Linked DNA regions of Mus musculus: region 2 is linked to region 1. Evidence: chromatin contacts called from public HiChIP or PLAC-seq data. All regions are on one chromosome and are shown on one strand. The core of a region is the stretch at or near the end of the contact, and the rest is flanking DNA. Distances in the headings are between cores, read along the strand shown.

The links. HiChIP or PLAC-seq counts read pairs in DNA pulled down with a chosen protein or histone mark.
Region 2: a contact with region 1 is called in an H3K4me3 HiChIP or PLAC-seq map of forebrain, with 4 times the contacts expected there. The contact joins the promoter of Dctn3 here to the enhancer-like site in region 1. A contact is called at or near these places in 18 of 39 promoter capture datasets (the 3T3-L1 cell line, 3T3-L1-derived adipocytes, the C10 cell line and 11 more), 17 of 484 Hi-C or Micro-C datasets (CD4 T cells, the G1E-ER4 cell line, the N1E-115 cell line and 11 more), 24 of 115 datasets of contacts at active chromatin or transcription factors (the 230-238 cell line, the NIH/3T3 cell line, VIP interneurons and 15 more) and 3 of 9 other capture datasets (adipose tissue, liver and pancreatic islet).

Annotation. Positions count from the first base shown.
Region 1 is chr4:41,480,397-41,483,227 of GRCm38.p6, forward strand. Nudt2 (nudix (nucleoside diphosphate linked moiety X)-type motif 2) reads left to right here. Exons shown (of 3, transcript NM_025539.2): 3 at 1-530. The coding sequence ends at 166. Among named protein-coding and RNA genes, the nearest start is that of Nudt2, 17 kb to the left of the region's middle. Within about 2 kb of position 1,340, at least 64 of the 459 cell types and tissues checked have an H3K27ac peak or open chromatin away from gene starts, as enhancers often do. A contact at or near this core is called in 3T3-L1-derived adipocytes, adipose tissue, cerebral cortex and 4 more, where this site is marked.
Region 2 is chr4:41,721,758-41,724,660 of GRCm38.p6, forward strand. It overlaps Dctn3 (dynactin 3), which reads right to left and starts at 1,406. Exons shown (of 7, transcript NM_016890.4): 1 at 1,278-1,406. The coding sequence starts at 1,373. Arid3c (AT rich interactive domain 3C (BRIGHT-like)) reads right to left here. Exons shown (of 8, transcript NM_001017362.2): 8 at 2,079-2,576. The coding sequence ends at 2,476.

The DNA of each region.
Region 1 (2,831 bases), core at 90-2,589:
CTGGCTGGCAGAAGTGAAAGACTACAATGTAGAGATCCGCCTCTCCCAGGAGCATCAAGCCTACCGCTGGCTGGGGCTGGAGGAGGCCTGCCAGTTGGCTCAGTTCAAGGAGATGAAGGCAACACTCCAAGAAGGACACCAGTTTCTCTGCTCCACACCGGCCTGAGCTGACCAGAACAAATGCTTCCATTGCATCCTTAAGGGTTTTTCAAGATAAACCCACCCTTCCATCCAGGGAAGGATGCACGGGTCATGGCTTGTTAACAACCAAGAGCAGATAGGTTAGTGAAATTAAAATTAACTCGGCACTCTCAGGTGACAGCAAGGAAGCCCTGGATTCAATCCCTAGCATAGAAAATAATGACTTTAAAAAGTAAAGCAAGGATTTTACTTTAAAATAATTACTTTCAAAGCAAGAATTTTAGCTAAGTTAAAAAACAAAGGAGGGGTACGGTTTTTTAAATGACAGCCCCGAAGTATGTCTTTTGTCATTTATAAATAAACTGGAAGCAACGTACATGCCCTTTCAACCTGTGATGCTTTCTTGGACTCACGCCATTGGTTGAGGAAAAGAAAATTGAAATGAGTCAGAGCTTTAGATGTAACCAAAGGGAATCCTTAGACCACTTGGCCATTCCGAGTGTGTAAACTATAGGAAACTGTATGTCCAAATACTATACCCCAAAAAGCTAAGGGCTCGGGCACGAGACTGGAAGAAACCCAGCACATGGAGGGTAACCCCTCTGCTTCTGCAACTCTGTGCATCTCCTCCCCCGCATACAGACCCGTAGAGTTGGAATCTCCAAGCCATAGAACTGGAGTGCAGGAATTGAGCGTTTTATTCAGATCTCTCTCCAGCACCCTTTTATAGGGGCCTGGGGAGTGTTTCAGATCCAACCCTTAGCACTGCACCCTCACCTTTTATCCTGGGCTGTCTCCCGGTCAGCATGATTGAAGTAGAGAATAGGCATGCCCATGTTCACGGGCTCTGCCTAGGTTATGTCATTACACCTATACCCAGAACGACTCTCCCCGGGCTCAGCAGACTTTGCATTGCTGTTCCTTCCTAACCCCCACCTACTGGCTTTCCCCGCAGCACCGCTGTAAGACCCCGAGGTGCAAGAATCTGGTCTCAGCCTTCTGTTGTTTTGCTACTCGGGCTCAAGGAACGCTGAGGCAGGCGTTAGATCTTAGAGCCCTTCCAGAAGCCGCTAGCAGCCAGGTTCATGTGGATTTTATTAGAGGGCTGTTGCCCAACGAAGTGCAGAAGATTGGAGGGGAAGGGGCATTGGCAAAGGTCAGCCTGGATTACAGAGTCAAGAGCAGCCACCCCAAAGGGAGACCAGTCACCCGGTCTTAAGCAGGCTTCCAGATGTTTCCAGTCACTGATCCTCCGTAGACTGGGCAGTGCTCGTGAACAGATCTTGGAGCACAGCCAGGGACCTAAATGGTTTGTTCCTCACCCCTTTGAGCAGCGCTCTCCAGAGGAGGCCTGCTGCAGGAAGTTTTTGGAGCTTAATGTTCCCTTCCAGGCCAGCAGGGACCACATCCCACTGATTTAATAAATGCCTGCTGGGCAGTAGTGCCAAACCACAGGCAGGCTGCCTCCTAACAAGGACTGGCCGGCCAGTCAGCCCTGTGCGCTTAGAACGGGAGGCTGGGATCTGAAAAGTGTAAAACCTCACACATCAAAGTTGCAAGGGACTGAAAATGACCTGATTTTGCTGTTCGCTTTTTATTGCATGGGAGAATTTATGATGGGTGACACGGGTGTCATACGCCTGTTGAGGCTCAGCACTTTAGAGGCTGAGGCAGGAGCATTGCTGAGAGTGCAAGACCAGTCTGAGCTACAAGGAACAAAAATGGTTGGTGAGATGGCTCGGCAGTTAAAAGCACTGTCTACTCTTCCAGCATTGCTGAGTTCAATTCCCAGCAACCACATGGTGGCTCACAACCATCTGTAATGGGATCCGATGCCCTCTTCTGGTGTGTCTGAAGACAGCTACAGTGTACTCGTAAATAAATCTTAAAAAATAAATAAATAAACAAAAGTCACTGCCTGCTTTTCCAGAGGACATAGGTTTGAGTCCCAGCACCTACATGGTGGCTCACAACCAACTGCAATTCCAGTTCCAAAGGACTGGATGCTCTCTTCTGGACATGGCACACAGACATCCATATAGGAAAATGCCCATACACATAAAATTATTTTGTTTTGAGACATGATTTCTCTGTGTAACCCTGGCTGTCCTGGTACTCACTCTGTAGACTGGGTTGGCCTTGAATTTACAGAGATCTGCCTGTGCCTCTGCCTCCCAAGAGCTTGGATTAAAGGTACGGGATCACCATTGCCCGGCAATTTGTTTAATTTTTAAGGAAGGAAGGAAGGAAGGAAGGAAGGAAGGAAGAAGGAAACTAAAACAGTAGACACAGAGTAAGGAGGACGTGGAGAGGAGGAAGGACAGTCAGTGGCCCTTTGTCATTGAAGTTGTCTATATGTGGGAAGCTTTGAGCCTAAGGTGCCACAGGGAAACCCCTTTAGAATATCTTACATAGAGTGGCCGAGATGCCTCAGCGTTTCAAACGCTTGCTGTGCATGCCTAACAACTTGAGCTTGATCCCCAGATTCCAGGGGGAAGAAGAGAACCGATCCCTAAAACTGGTCCTCTGATGTCTGCACACATGCCGTGACATGCCCACGCCCACACGCATTCATCCCATCATTGTCAACTAGAATATCGTACCGTTCTGGAGATGTGCTTCTGGTCCTTACAGAGTGCTCTGTTAGCATAGATACAGTGGGCTGGAGAGATGACTTAGAGGGTAAGAGC
Region 2 (2,903 bases), core at 156-2,655, 240 kb after region 1:
GCTTTAATGGGGCATCCTTACATACTATATATTTCCTGGTTCCTAACCCCTATATTTGGGCATGATATATGCAAATACCCTCACCCAGGTCTTTCTTAGCTCAAGGCTGGGGAACGAACTGGCTGGCCTAGCTCTAGCCTCATACCCTCCACATCAAGTCTAGTACAGGAGACGGAACACTCTGGGATCCCAAAGACAGTGCAATCCCCATCGTAGAGAATACAGAAGAGAATCAGTTTAGAGGCAGAATACAGTTAGTAGTTAAGGGTTTGAGCTTAAGATGTCTGCGGGATAGCCCAGTGGAGGAGACCAGTAGACAAAGATCAATCGGGTTCTCGGAAAGTCTGAAACAGAGCTACACACTGGAAACATAAAGACGTGAAATGAGTAACTGAAATCACGGCAGTGAACGAGCCTGCCTAGGACTTAGGATTCTAACAGTCAAGAGTCAGCTGGAGCCGGAGGCTGAGGAAATGAACGACTTCACTCAAGGCTTGTGTAAAAGGTGAATACTAATATTTAAGGGACTAACACACAAGGGAAGGCACACAAATAGATGCCAAAGGGGGAGAGTGTTTCGAAAAGTTGGTTCTCAAACTGGAACAGAATGTGCTGGTGACAATTTTACAAAAAAATACAGAGACACATCATTACCTTTGTTCCAGAACATTCTTAATTCTACCAGAAGCGCTCCAGTAAATGGTTTCAACATCGTAAAAAGGGATTTTAGGGCACCTCTAAATTTTTGTCAAAATTCAGACACGATGTTCGCCCACATCTGGACACTTAGGGCTCAATTACTAATCTTCCTTTTCTGGGCCTGCTCAGACCTCACCGCTCACCCTTTGGAGCCTGTAGCACCTGTGCTCTGCCTCCTCTAGGACTCCTGTCTACGCGTAATTCATTTAGCAATTAATTTTGCATGGCTCTAGGATGACACTCCACTGCGGGCTTCAGCTCTTACTGAAACTCCCATTAATCAATTTTTAAATGCGTCTGGTCTCCTTAGAACGCCTGTGAGCGCGCGGAGTTTTTGTGAAAGTTGTCACCGAACCCATCTTAAAAAGGCTTAAGCATCTCCCCCATCCCAATCCCCTCGGGAACGGACCTCAAGGGTCCGATTGGTACCAGGAGGTTCTAGATCTTTGTTATTTATTTCAGAGCCTGGGCTGAGGACGACCTGACAGAAGTGGTAGCATCCGACCCTAGGGCAGGGCCAGTGGACCGCTCCTGTCCCGCTCTGCCCCACAAACGGATCAATAGACCGGACCCCTCACCTTCCTGGAGCCTCGGGTCCCGCCCGGCCCGTACACCCAGCGCTCCAGCTCCTCCACTCGAGACTGTAGCCGCTGCACATCGGTCAGAGCCGCCATCGTTTCTGCAGCCTGGCCGCAGCAACCCGGAACAGCCTGAGGGTGGGACGTCCGCCTAAATAAGAAGACTGGCCAATCCGAGAGCACCGTCACGCCTTGTAGGAAGTGACGTCACTGTTTAGGCTTTGGATGTCGGAAATAACCGATGTCAAAGCAATCTGGTTACCTAGGTAACGTTCTGGGTCCTAGTTCTACCCTGGTTTCCAGGACTTGGTTGTCAAGACTTTTAGTGCTCTAAATCCAAGATTCGAAGAGATTTCCTCCCCTCCCCCATTCCCTGAGAGTTAGCGTATAAATATACCTATTATTCCAAGATAGGTTTATACCCATAGATCAGTAGGCAGCTTCTTGGGAGAGACACCATACATTTTTGGAATCTTTTAAAGATCAAGTGATTTGTACGTAAGCCTCTTGTTGTCAGGACGTACACCCAAACAGTCTGATTTGTGACCGCGCTCTGTGTGGTGGTGCTAGGAGAGAAAGGAGAGACAGAAGGATGACTGTAAGTTTGAGGCCAGCCTGCTCTACACAGTGAGTTCAAGACCAGTCAGGGAACAATGTAGAGAAAGCTTGCTTCCCTTCAAAAAAAAGTGCTCTTCTATTCTCTCAGAGCTTTGTTCTTCTGCTTCCACTTGGACAGCTCAATGTAGTCTGTGGATCCCCCACCTCCCAGACCCAAGCAAGAAGAGGAGGCACAGGAGACACGGGAAGTACAATTTTATTTTCCAGATGCAACCCAAGGGACATCTTCACATTCAAATCCAATCCTTCACCTGCTTCCTGAAAAGGAGCAGAATTGACTCAAAGAGGTGGGGTACCAAAGGTGACACTGACATAGGGGTTACATGACGGAGTGATAGGGGTTCTCGGGGGAAAGCTCTTTGGTAGATGCTGCTGAAATTAGCTAGGGAGACAGTGTCTGCCTTTTACGGTGAGGTAGATGGAACGTAATATAAATCCCTTTGGTGTGGAGGTGGCATGCTGACATCAACCAGGACTGGATCCCAGAGTGGGCGTCACATCCTGAAAGAATCAAGGTAGGAGGGTGCCTTCTCCCCCCCTAAGCAATGATATTGGGACTCTTGGTTCTCAGTAGCTGCTTTCAGGGCAAGGTACTGGAAGGGGGCCCTGTAGAGGGTAGAGGTGGAGGATTGGTTGGACCCAAGGAAGCTGGCACAGGTTGGCGTCGAGCAAAGAGGATACCTGATAAAGGGTATAAGAGATGTAAAATTAAAAAATAAACGAGAGAATGTGGGACTCCCACAAAGCACGGACAAGTCCCTCTGACCAGTGAGAAGCTCCTATGCCGTTGTGGGTAGCTTGAAGTAGGTGCGCAATAAATACTCACAGATCTGTGACAAAGCAGACATCCCATGGCAACCATGCTGCATAGACCATGCTGGGACCCCATGCCTTGTAGACAAACTCTTGAATCCATTTTAATGTAACAATCCTCTAAACCCCCAAGCAAGTTCAGATACTCCTGAACGTCATGCTCATAGAGAAAATCTAAAATCCCCCATGCCAATG